Regions from separate parts of the Ovis aries genome. Here region 2 is linked to region 1. Evidence: chromatin contacts called from public Hi-C data. All regions are on one chromosome and are shown on one strand. The core of a region is the stretch at or near the end of the contact, and the rest is flanking DNA. Distances in the headings are between cores, read along the strand shown. Region 1 overlaps LOC132657978 (a long non-coding RNA gene). Region 2 overlaps ZNHIT6 (zinc finger HIT-type containing 6).

Region 1 (6,186 bases), core at 2,557-5,056:
AGGGAAGCTGTGCTAGTCCATCTTCTTTAAATTGCATTCCTGACATTTGACACTGACTAGTAGAGAGACCTCGTGACATCCTAGGTCATTCAATAGAGACACCAGTAGAGTCACATCTTAGTAGTAAGCCTGAACTATCTCTTGAGTGAAGGGTTCTCTAGACCTGCCCTAGGAAAGTATAAGGGCTTGAATGGGTCAAGCTAATCTGCATACAACTTAACGATCTGCCAAAGCAAAACACCACGCCATTTAAAGAAAGAAAACAAAGAATATTTGTTTGAATATACAATAACAAAATATTTATAACACTCAGCTTCCAAGTAAAAAATTACTAGACATGCCAAATAGCAGGAAAATGTGATCCAGAATCAGGAGAAAAAGTAATCATTAGAAACAAACTTAGAAATTACAGGGTTAATGAGACTGGAAAATGATAACATTAAAAGAGCTATTATAACTGGACAGATTGCCAGTTCAGGTTCAATGCATGAGACGGGGTGCTCAGGGTTGGTGCACTGGGATGACCCAGAGGAATGGGATGGGGAGGGAGGGGGGAGGGGGGTGCAGGATGGGGAACACATGTACACTCATGGCTGATTCATGTCAATGTCTGGCAAACCACTACAATATTATAAAGTAATAAGCCTCCAATTAAAATAAATAAAATAAAAATAAATAAATAAAAGAGCTATTATAACCGTGTACAAGTATTTAAGGTAAAATATAAATGTAAAGTGTAAGATATTAAAAAAAAATCAAATAGTTTACTTTCAGACTGCAATGAAATCAAACTTAAGTAACTAAAATGATGCCTGGAAAAAATCCAAATATTTAAATCCTAAATAACACACTAACCCAAGAGTCAAAATGAAATTAAAAAGGAAATCAGAAAAGCCTTTCAAATGAATGAAAATAAAAGTATATGTATCAGATTTCCTGGGATGCAGCTGGAGCATCTATAGGGACATCTACAGCACTAAATGATTACAATAGAAAGAAAAAAGATCTTAAGTCAGTGATCTTAGGTTCCACATTAAGAAATTTGACAAATAAAAGAAAACTGAACCCAAATAAGCAAAACAAATAAAGCCAGATGGCATACCACAAACAATGGGGGAATAAAATTAAACAATACTTTAAAATGCTACCAAATGTAATTAATATAATCAAATGTAATCACGACAATTAGAGATACCAAGGGAATATTTCATGCAAAGATGGGCTCGATAAAGGACAGAAATGGTCTGGACCTAACAGAAGGAGAAGATATTAAGAAGAGGTGACAAGAAGACATGGAAGAATTGTACAAAAAAGATCTTCATGACCCAGATAATCATGATGGTGTGATCACTAATCTAGGGCCAGACATCCTGGAATGTGAAGTCAAGTGGGCCTTAGAAAGCATCACTATGAACAAAGCTAGTGAAGGTGATGGAATTCCAGTTGAGCTGTTTTAAATCCTGAAAGATGATGCTGTGAAAGTGCTGCACTCAATATGCCAGCAAGTTTGGAAAACTCAGCAGTGGCCACAAGACTGGAAAAGGTCAGTTTTCATTCCAATCCCAAAGAAAGGCAATGCCAAAGAATGCTCAAACTACCGCACAATTGCACTCATCTCACATGCTAGTAAAGTAATGCTCAAAATTCTCCAAGCCAGACTTCAGCAATACATGAACCGTGAACTCCCTGATGTTCAAGCTGGTTTTAGAAAAGGCAGAGGAACCAGAGATCAAATTGCCAACATCTGCTGGATCATGGAAAAGGCAAGAGAGTTCCAGAAAAACATCTATTTCTGCTTTATTGACTATGCCAAAGCCTTTGACTGTGTGGATCACAATAAACTGTGGAAAATTCTGAAAGAGATGGGAATACCAGACCACCTAACCTGCCTCTTGAGAAACCTGTATGCAGGTCAGGAAGCAACAGTTAGAACTGGACATGGAACAACAGACTGGTTCCAAATCGGAAAAGGAGTCCGTCAAGGCTGTATATTGTCACCCTGCTTATTTAACTTACATGCAGAGTACATCATGAGAAACGATGGACTGGAAGAAACACAAGCTGGAATCAAGATTGCTGGGAGAAATATCAATAACCTGAGATATGCAGATGACACCACCCTTATGGCAGAAAGTGAAGAGGAACTGAAAAGCCTCTTGATGAAAGTGAAAGAGGAGAGTGAAAAAGTTGGCTTAAAGCTCAACATTCAGAAAACGAAGATCATGGCATCTGGTCCCATCACTTCATGGGAAATAGAATGGGAAACAGTGGAAACAGTGTCAGACTTTATTTTGGGGGGCTCCAAAATCACTGCAGATGTTGACTGCAGCCATGAAATTAAAAGACGCTTACTCCTTGGAAGAAAAGTTATGACCAACCTAGATAGCATATTCAAAAGCAGAGACATTACTTTGCCGACTAAGGTCCGTCTAGTCAAGGCTATGGTTTTTCCTGTGGTCATGTATGGATGTGAGAGTTGGACTGTGAAGAAGGCTGAGTGCTGAAGAATTGATGCTTTTGAACTGTGGTGTTGGAGAAGACTCTTGAGGGTCCCTTGGACTGCAAGGAGATCCAACAGTCCATTCTGAAGGAGATCAACCCTGGGATTTTGTTGGAAGGAATTATGCTAAAGCTGAAACTCCAGTACTTTGGCCACCTCATGCGAAGAGTTGACTCATTGGAAAAGACCCTGATGCTGGGAGGAATTGGGGGCAGGAGGAAAAGGGGACGACCCAGGATGAGATGGCTGGATGGCATCACAGACTCAATGGACGTGAGTCTGAGTGAACGCCAGGAGTTGGTGAGGGACAGTGAGGCCTGGCGTGCTGGGATTCATGGGGTCGCAAAGAGTCGGGCACGACTGAGAGACTGAACTGAACTGAACTGAACTGAACCAAATGTAATGGCATGCTGGGTCACAGCCCTCTTGCCGATTATGCTCTTCTTTTTTTTAATTAATTAATTTTTTAAAATATTAATTAATTTATTTTAATTGGAGGTTAATTACTTTACATTATTGTATTGGTTTTGCCATACATCAACATGAATCTGCCACAGGTATACACGTGTTCCCCATCCTGAACCCCCCTCCCTCCTCCCTCCCCGTAACATCCCTCTGGGTTGTCCCAGTGCCCCAGCCCCAAGCTCTTCTTTCCTGTCTGTTTCCAATGTGGTCCACTGCCTAGGAAAAAGGCTTCAATAACTAGGCTTACCTTTAAAACTAAATAACAGAAATCTTGGGATTCACTGTGCACCATTTCTAGTGAGGCCAAGAATACAAATCACACATCCATTAGTTATTATCACAATGTCAGAACATGTAACTTCACCTAAAAGGCCATAAATAGACATCAGGAAGCCTAGACTGCTTACCAAAGGGAAGTGGCTGCTGCTGCTGTGGCTAAGCTGCTTCAGTCGTGTCCAACTCTGTGCGACCCCATAGACGGCAGCCCACCAGGCTCCCCTATCCCTGGGATTCTCCAGGCAAGAACACTGGAGTGCGTTTCCATTTCCTTCTCCAAAGCATGAAAGTGAAAAGTGAAAGTGAATTCACTTGGTCATGTCCGACTCTTAGTGACCCCATGGACTGCGGCCCGCCAGGCTCCTCCGTCCACGGGATTTTCCAGGCAAGAGTGGAAAGGCATTCAAAACAAAACCACCCAACCGCTTACTGACAAGACTGTCAGAGGACTCTCTTGAGTTTACGCTGATATTATGTCATTTAAGCACAGTCGTTTAAAACCAAGCAGAGACAGACTGTTCTTCCAAGCTTTGCAAAAGAAGCACTGGAATTTCCAAGAGCAACACCATCAAGGGCAATGAGCAGACCTCACTGCTAGCACAGCCCACGTACACACAAGGATCCAGAGGCAGTGTGTACACAAGGCACCCTTATGAGGGGACTCAGTATTTGCGCACAGGCATTATTTACCTGGGCTTCCCTGGTATCTCAGACGGTAAAGAATCTGCCTGCAATGCAGGACATCCAGGTTCAATCCCTAGATTGGGAAGATCCCCTGCAGAAGAGAATGGCAGTCCACTCCAGTATTCTTGCCTGGAGAATTCCATGGACAGAGGTGCCCAGCAGGCATTCCATGGGTTGCAAAGAGTCAGACACTACGGAGCAACCACATATTATTTACCTATGCTCTCACCACTCTAGACCATGCTGTCCTCAAAGTCAGAGACCACATGTTAGTCACCCTTGTATCCCTAAACCCTAGCATGGTGCAATCATTTAATAAATGTCCTTTAAAAGTCAAGCGGGAATCCCCTAGCAACCTAAAGGGTTGTAGGAAACACCCAATGTGATAGCCTTGAGACTTAGAACACAAAACAAGGCTTCAGATCCAAGTTGAAACTAAAGAACACAGGCTTACTATCTCTTTCCTGAGTTCAATTTTTGAAACATTTAAAAAATGGATTTGTTTCCAGCCTTCAGTGAGTATTTGGGTGGGACTGGGTTTTATCTGAACCAGTCTGCCCATCCTTTTCCCACGGTGTTCTGGAAGAAAGCAAAGAGTGGTGACTCACAAGCTGGCGCTATTCTTAGTTCTTATGTACTGACAGCAGACTGAATTCCAAAAGTGAGGCATTTACTGAATACAAAGGATTAAAACCTGGATGTCCTGGCCCTAAAATGTGCTTCATGTTATAAACTTTCCAACATGCTGCTAAATTAGCTGCATTTGGTTCCAGATGGTTAATGCCTAGTGAGTGGAAAGGTGACTTCAAGTGGAAATTGCCTCAATTCTTACCTTATGTCACTTCAGAATTATTCCCTGAGTTTACGTCACACCCTCATCTCCTACCACCTTCCTTGGCTCCAGCTTTTTGAATTTCAGGCTCTTGAAAACAGTGCTTGCAGGATGGGCCAATTATGAAAGTAGTCCTTTCTGGCCACCTCCCCTGGATGGAGACTCAAGGACTTTTCTATTGGAAACTGCAGAGCAAGGACTTGGGAAGTGCAGAAAACCCACAAAAGAGAAAGGTGATTGGAATCAGGATGAGCTACGGAAAGATAACGAATCCACAGGAATGTCATAATTCACTATGTTCTTCTCATTCCACCCCAACACACAAGCATGCACACACACATGTACACACAACACACACTTCAGTGCATTTGTCCAATACCCGTTTCACATAGTCCTCTGACTTCCTTCTGAGTTTCCACACCCTTAATGAGTTGTTGTTCAGTAGCTCAACTGTGTCCAGCTCTTTGCAACCCCTTGGACGGCAGCACACCAGGCTTCCCTGTCTTTCATCATCTCCCAGAGTTTGCTCAAACTCATGTCCATTGAGTCAGTGAAGGGCATCACCCTTTACAAGGGCTTGCTCTTTTTTACATTTTCTTACTGCTGTCACCTTGCCTTTATAGGGCCACCATATTACTTCAGTGCAGTCTCAGACTGCATGGCACTTCCTTCTGTCTTTGAAACACAAACTCTCTAAATCATACTTCCTTCATTATTTCCATGTAAACTCCACACCCTGGGGAACCTGTTATCTACCCCTAGAAGACAGAAATCATGGATATCTAAATTATTCTACATAGTGCCTAGCAAGGAAGCAAATCCAAGTGCAGGCTTAGTATCACCATGCTTGTTCTCTGATTATAATGGTGAGGATAATGATCTCATTCACTTTAATTGCACCTTCTTGAGAAGTCAGGCTCACCAGTGAGTGGCTCAAAAACTGCAGCATCAATGGATCTGAAAGTACTAAGAAAAGGTGAAAGGGCTGGCTCTATAAAGGCAAGGTGGTAACAATAAAAGAAAATAGAACAAGAGCAAACATTCATAAAGGGACTTGAAACTCAGGAAGGTAGGACGATGTAGCAGAAATGTTCAGTTCAGTTCAGTTCAGTCGCTTAGTCGTGTCCGACTCTTTGTGACCCCATGGATAGCAGCACGCCAGGCCTCCCTGTCCATCACCAAATCCGGGAGTTCATTTAGACTCACGTCCATTGAGTCAGTGATGCCATCCAGCCATCTCATCCTCTGTCGTCCCCTTTTCCTCCTGCCCCCAATCCCTCCCAGCATCAAAGTCTTTTCCAATGAGTCAACTCTTCGCATGAGGTGGCCAAAGTACTGGAGTTTCAGCTTTAGCATCATTCCTTCCAACAAAATCCCAGGGTTGATCTCCTTCAGAATGGACTGTTGGATCTCCTTGCAGTCCAAGGGA
Region 2 (6,186 bases), core at 1,374-3,873, 100 kb after region 1:
TCATGATACAATTGAGTCACTGTACCTGAAGTCTATCCTACCTGTGGACATTCAGTTATGAAAGCCTATATAATAATACACCACATTTATAGCTCAAATTAGTTTGAACTGAATATTTTATTTCATGCAAATAAAGCATCTTGTTTCATACAAGAGATTACATTTTTCTTTCTAGGTTCCTTCTTGCATTTCTAAGCCATAATGAAGATAGATTAATCAATATATTGTCAACTGCTATAAAATTTGGAAACAGAAAATAACACCCAATGGAATATCAGGAAAAAGGAATTTTATTCCACTGTGGATTATAAAATCTAAGCAGAAAAGAAAACCTACAAAAATGTGAAACCCTTCAATAATAAATAAATGCACATAATCCTTCACTCACAGGCATTTTATCTTTTGAAATTTAAATTTTTGTCTTTTAAATTTAAAGCCTCAAAAATAAACATAACTATCTTCATAAAAATAACCCATCTATTTTGTTAGGATTGGTACCATAGTAAATGTTTTTGGAAGAGTGAATGCAAAGGGTTACTGGAACTGGGGAGAATGAAAACCGTAATTTTATGCCTCACATCATTATGAAATACTTTGAGAAGTTCCAGTTATATTTTGCTCTTTTAAAAACCAGTTTCACTACTGGTAATACTTGATAATAATAGGAAACAGGTTAACCTATTTGTGGAGTATGTGCTAGACAGTATATTAAGAAAACGGATATAGTAGGTAAAGATCAAAATGAAAAAAAGTACATTTTGCTTCAAATAACTAATATATATTCGAACACTTAATAAGGCAGTTCTCCACCGGGAGTGGCACCAACCTCATTTGGAAGCGGCTAGGCAGTTTTGATTGTTCCAAGACTGGGGAGCACTTTAGGTATTTAGTGGGCAGGGACCAGAAATGCCAACCTTCCTGTAATGCACACGAAAGTGCCACACAACAGAAACTGTCCTGTTCAAAATGTCAACAGAGCCCTTACCAAGAAACTCTAGAATACAGAAAGGAGAACAGATACATGCATACCAAAAACGGAACACCAGCACTAAATGCAGGCATCTGTTTTACATTAACTTTGGAGAAAATATGTACCATAGGAACCCTGGCAAAGGAGACATAATGGAGAGGATGAGCTACCATGTGTACTTCACAGATGTCTAGGGAACAGGAAAGGGGAAGGCATTCGAGGATTAATAATATAACCACTCTGGGTACCTTTAGTTGAACACACTAGGAAATCAGGTGGGGACATATCTGAAAATCTACTGTTTAGTATGGATCCCAATCCTTAGAGGAACAGGAGCATACTGCTTCAAGTAAGAAATATTTGGAAGAGATATTTCCAACTGCTGAAAAGTAGCAATTTCAAATGGGGGGTGGGTAGGGAGGGATAAAGGAAGGTAATTTTAGGTCACAGAAAAGAATAAAACACTTGAGACCTTCAGACAGTCCAAAGCTGGTGAGGTGACAAATTTCACCTACTGGCAATTCTGCCTGTGACTAGTACAGGTATCTTGGAGCTAATGACTCCTGTGGGCACAGAAGCAGTAAAGGATTCTGAGCAGGTGACCATAAACACACGCTTTTAGAAGATGGATTGGCATCAATGTATAAGAGTGACTGAAGTAAGGAGACACTGAAGGTACGGAGAGTTCCTTAGAGGTTCCCCCATAAGCCCAGGTGAGGCAACATGGGCCTGCCTGGGAGAAGATGATAGCTGCTGGATGCTACAGATGATAGATGCTACAGTGAAGGAAGTGGAAAGGTACTCATTCCTGAGATGACCAAGCAGACTCGATGACTGAGGACAGACTTTCCTAACTGAACCAATACGGGGACCATAACATCATCAACAATGTTTGGTTTCCACTTGCGTGAATGCTGCCTGTTGCCGTGGAAAGGTACACCCTCTCTGATGCTGTGGAGTAAAAACTTCCTTACCACTGTCTACATGGCCCCAGTAAGGAAATACCTGATTAACCGAAGAACCATTAGAAAAACAGTGTGAAAGAATAGAGGCAGTAAGTCCTTATTGTTGCTTTGAAATTCTTCCATCAAACTCTTATCAGTTATGGGAAAGCACCACAGAGCTAACCATGTTCAATTAGTTAACAAGTTTGCACTGAAAACCTACTACGTCATATTCTCTAACCCACCTCTCTCATCATCTAATCCATCTCTCTCTCTCATTAGACCATAACTGCTAAATCCATTATTTCATTTTCTTTTGTTCTTTTCTTAAGTCAGTTTGCAGCAAGGTAAAAACCTATACTACTTATAAAACACCATGCCCAAAACGAAACAAAAAGCTCAAACCCACAAAAACAAAACCAAAAACCTATCCTTTAAGAAATGTATTGCCATATAATTGTTGAAGGAAAAAAGTGCTACTGATGTTAATACAGTGATGGATAGGTATATCACTGCAATAAAATTTGAATGTTATAATTTTATTCAAAAAGTAATGAAAAATAATTTTACTGAAGCGTAGTTGATTTAGAATGTTTTGCCAATCGTTGCTATACAGCAAAGTGACTTAATTATACACATTTAGACGTTTTTACAAAAAGTAATTTTAAGACTCTGTAAAAGGTTATTTCTTTACAAGAGAGACATCTAGTGGCTAGCTTCTAAAACAGGACTGGAGCTCAAATATCAATTCATACTGCTGTTTAACAATGGACACACTTCTACTATCTAAACACTCTAAGTTTAAGACAGACCCATAGACAGAGAGCCTAAGAACTCTGAGCCAAAGTAAGATAGCAACTCAGTTCTAAGTTGACAGTGGTAAAGGAATGAAGATAGACTGGGATGCTTAGAACTGAGGGTCAGGGTCATGCGGAGATAAACTGCCAGAAGAGGAAGGTCAAAAGCTGGGTCCACTCCTAGGGAATAAGAGGTTAGACCACACAAGAGAGCATATGCCTGGAGATAAGGTAAATATATTACTGGGGAGGAGTCCTCAGTCCAATTCTTTTTTTCCAAATGATAACTCAAAATATATTGCTCCTCACTGCTGAATCCTCAGCTCAGACCCTAATAGCCCAGGAAAATAAAATAAGGAACTTAGGCAACCAAATGAGATGTTATTCAAACACAATCAAGATAATCTCTAGGTTTGCTACCCATGGCTTCCTTTAAAAGAAAAAATAAAAAACTAAAATACAACTGAAAAGATGAAGCCATGGATAAAAACATGGAATTTTATCTGAGTATCAGAATACTTTCTGAAGACTATAACTACAACTCAAAATGTATAATGGTCCTACCACATTTATCAATTTTTAAAAAATTATCATTTAAAAAATTCATTTATTCTTAAAATAAATATAACATGCACAGTCTAAAATTCAAAAAAGGTACAAAAGGGCACATAATTCCCACTCCTGTCCTCTACATAGTTCCCCTCCCTTAAGATAACTACTATTAATAGCTTATAACATAAGAAGAGATATTATATTAACCTTTACTTTTCACACAGTGGCAGAAAATGGTAGTATATCATGAATGTAGTTCTGTATCTGCCTTTATTCACTTAGTATTTCTGGCAACCACTCCATATTCATACATTTAGAGTTGCTGAATTTTTTTCCCATTATAAAGGCACACCATAATTCACTTAAGTAGTCCACTATTGATGGGTATTTAGATTCATACTACTCTCTTACTATCAAAACACTGCACTGAATATCTTTGTACATATTTAATTTTCCACACATATGATTATATGTGCCAGATACATTTCTAAGAGTAGCACTGTTCAGTGAACAAGTCATTATCATGCCTTCCTGATCCATCTCTCTTCAACAACTGAAGTTCCCTTCGTTCAGGGCCACTACTTATTTCAAGCCATTAGTGCAAAATGGTAAAGAAGATCATCTGAAAATCCTCTCAAAGCACGCAATAAGAAATCCTGGACAAATACAGCAAACATATTGAGCTCATCAAAAAGTAAGAAAAATCTTCAGGAGCCAAAAGGAAGCAGGAACTAAAAACCATAATGGAATGAGGAAACTACACTGCTCTGGAGGCCTCTGCCTCTGAGTAACCAAGAGGCTTAGTAATTAAAAGGCTTATGTTTCAACAGCCACTGGGTAACATGAGACAAGATAATGGTATCACATAAGGCGAAGACCTTAAATTGAGACCACTGCATAAAACTAATGAAAAGGTGAACCAGAAAAATTGTGCCTACCAGCAAAGGGAGATGAAGAAACAAGTTCATCTCAGTTTAAGCCTGAGGATCAGGGGTTGGGGGAAAGGTTTCAATTGAGAATGAATAACTATGAAATCCTCAAATGGGGTTGGAGTTCAAATCATTACCATAGTATAGTCTGATAAAATTCAAACTAAGAAATCAAAGAGGGTCCTGGACTGGTGCATTGGGGTATCTGGCATAAGCAATCGCATACCACCTTCTACATGAACTTGACTTCACAATTACATTTTAGAAAAAAACAAGGAAATAAGCCATCATAATGAAGAATCAGCAGAAACAGCAGATAGCTGTAGCAAATTTCCAAGAAATTCAGACAGAATTATTTATGCAGATAACAGATGTATTAAATTATTTAATAAAAAGGGAGGTTAAAACCTGAGAAGGGAACACATTCTTCTTAAAAGACCAGATACATTTGAAAAAGGAACATAACTCCTAGACATGAAAAATGTAACTGAAACAAAAAACCCATCCAGTGCATGGGCTAAAGGTCAGATTAATTAGACACAACAAGGAGGGAAAAGTGACTTGGCTGATACAGCTGAATTAATTGCCCAGAATGTAGCAAAGATGAACAAAGAAGCAAAAAGTTAAGGTAACATATTAGAATTTTCCAGAATTACCCAGAAAGCATACCACCACCGAAGGAAGATAAATCATCCAAAGACAAAAATGAAGAACTTAAAAGCAATCGACATAGAAAGACTATATAAAACAACAATGTTCTCAATAGTGGCAAAAGAAGTGAGAAGACAGTGTAACAAATAATTAAACTGAAGTACTAAAATGTGACCCTGAGAAACTTCATATTCAGGTAAACTATTGTTCAAAAGCAAGGGTGGAGCTATAGGATTCATACATATGAAATTTTAAAACAGGCAAAATTCATCTTCAGGGGAAAAATTAGAATAGGTTGTCTAGGGAGGAAATGAGATAACTAGGAAAAATCTTTTGGGTGATGATAGTGTTTTACCTATTTACAGGGACTGGGTTATACAGGTATATATGCATTTGTCAAAACTCAACAAATATACACTTAAGATTTGTGTATTTCACTGCATGTAAATTTCACAACAGTAGTAAAAGTTAGCTTCTTATCTTTCAGACAACTAAACTCCAATATTATTTTTTCACTGGATATTTATCATGGATGTCATGGCATGACAATACTTCTATATCTAATTTAATGGTTGCATAGAATTCCACTGTATGAAGGCATCATTATTATTAACTTAGCTCAGTCCAGTACCGAGGGACACTCAAAGTTGTTTCCAGGTTTTGAGTTATTAAAAACAGTACTGCACTAGATAAATATGTACATATCTCTGTGAACTGTACTAATACATGTGTAGGCTAAATTCCCTGAAGAGGCATGCATAACATTTTTAGAAATACTGCCTTCTAAAATGACTCCTAAGTTTTTACTCTCAAGAACAGTGAAAGAAGAAAATGGTCTGGGTAGCTCACACGTTCACTGTATTAGATTTTATCAATATATGCTTGTCAGATACGTACTCTGTGTGTACACACACACACACATACATGCACATCTTTCTATGACTATCTATTCTTACCCTTTGTCCTCTTTCTTAGTTACTAGTGTTTTTTCCTATCAATGCATAAACATTCTGTCATATATGTCAAAGATTTTTTTGGAGAGGGGGGGTCTTGATTTTATTATGGTCTTTTCAGGCTATACAATTTTTTTTTTAAGCTATGTAAATTTAGTTATTTTCCCTTAATGTCTTTGGATGGGATGCTTCTCTCTTCAAAATTATGAAAATATTTCCATATTTTTATTTCAAGTTTTAGATTTTACTAACATGATGTTGTAGGTCACTTAGACTTCAAAAATAAATTTACTCATTCACAGAAAATGAGATCAGATTTCTGGTTACTGAAGAGAAGGGAGAAGGAAAGGGAACTGGAGAAGGGTAGTCAAAAAGTACAAACTTCCAGTT

Evidence for each region. Hi-C and Micro-C count contacts between places; a contact is called where the count stands out from the background.
Region 2: a Hi-C map of mixed tissues shows a contact between it and region 1, with 2.4 times the contacts expected there. The contact joins two enhancer-like sites. A contact is called at or near these places in 4 of 16 Hi-C or Micro-C datasets (hypothalamus, liver and mixed tissues).

What each region holds. Positions count from the first base shown.
Region 1 is chr1:62,619,650-62,625,835 of ARS-UI_Ramb_v3.0, forward strand. The region is part of intron 2 of LOC132657978 (a long non-coding RNA gene); the gene reads right to left. Among named protein-coding and RNA genes, the nearest start is that of CCN1, 13 kb to the right of the region's middle. Within about 2 kb of position 3,807, at least 4 of the 54 cell types and tissues checked have an H3K27ac peak or open chromatin away from gene starts, as enhancers often do.
Region 2 is chr1:62,725,043-62,731,228 of ARS-UI_Ramb_v3.0, forward strand. The region is part of intron 5 of ZNHIT6 (zinc finger HIT-type containing 6); the gene reads right to left. Among named protein-coding and RNA genes, the nearest start is that of ZNHIT6, 25 kb to the right of the region's middle. Within about 2 kb of position 2,624, at least 5 of the 54 cell types and tissues checked have an H3K27ac peak or open chromatin away from gene starts, as enhancers often do.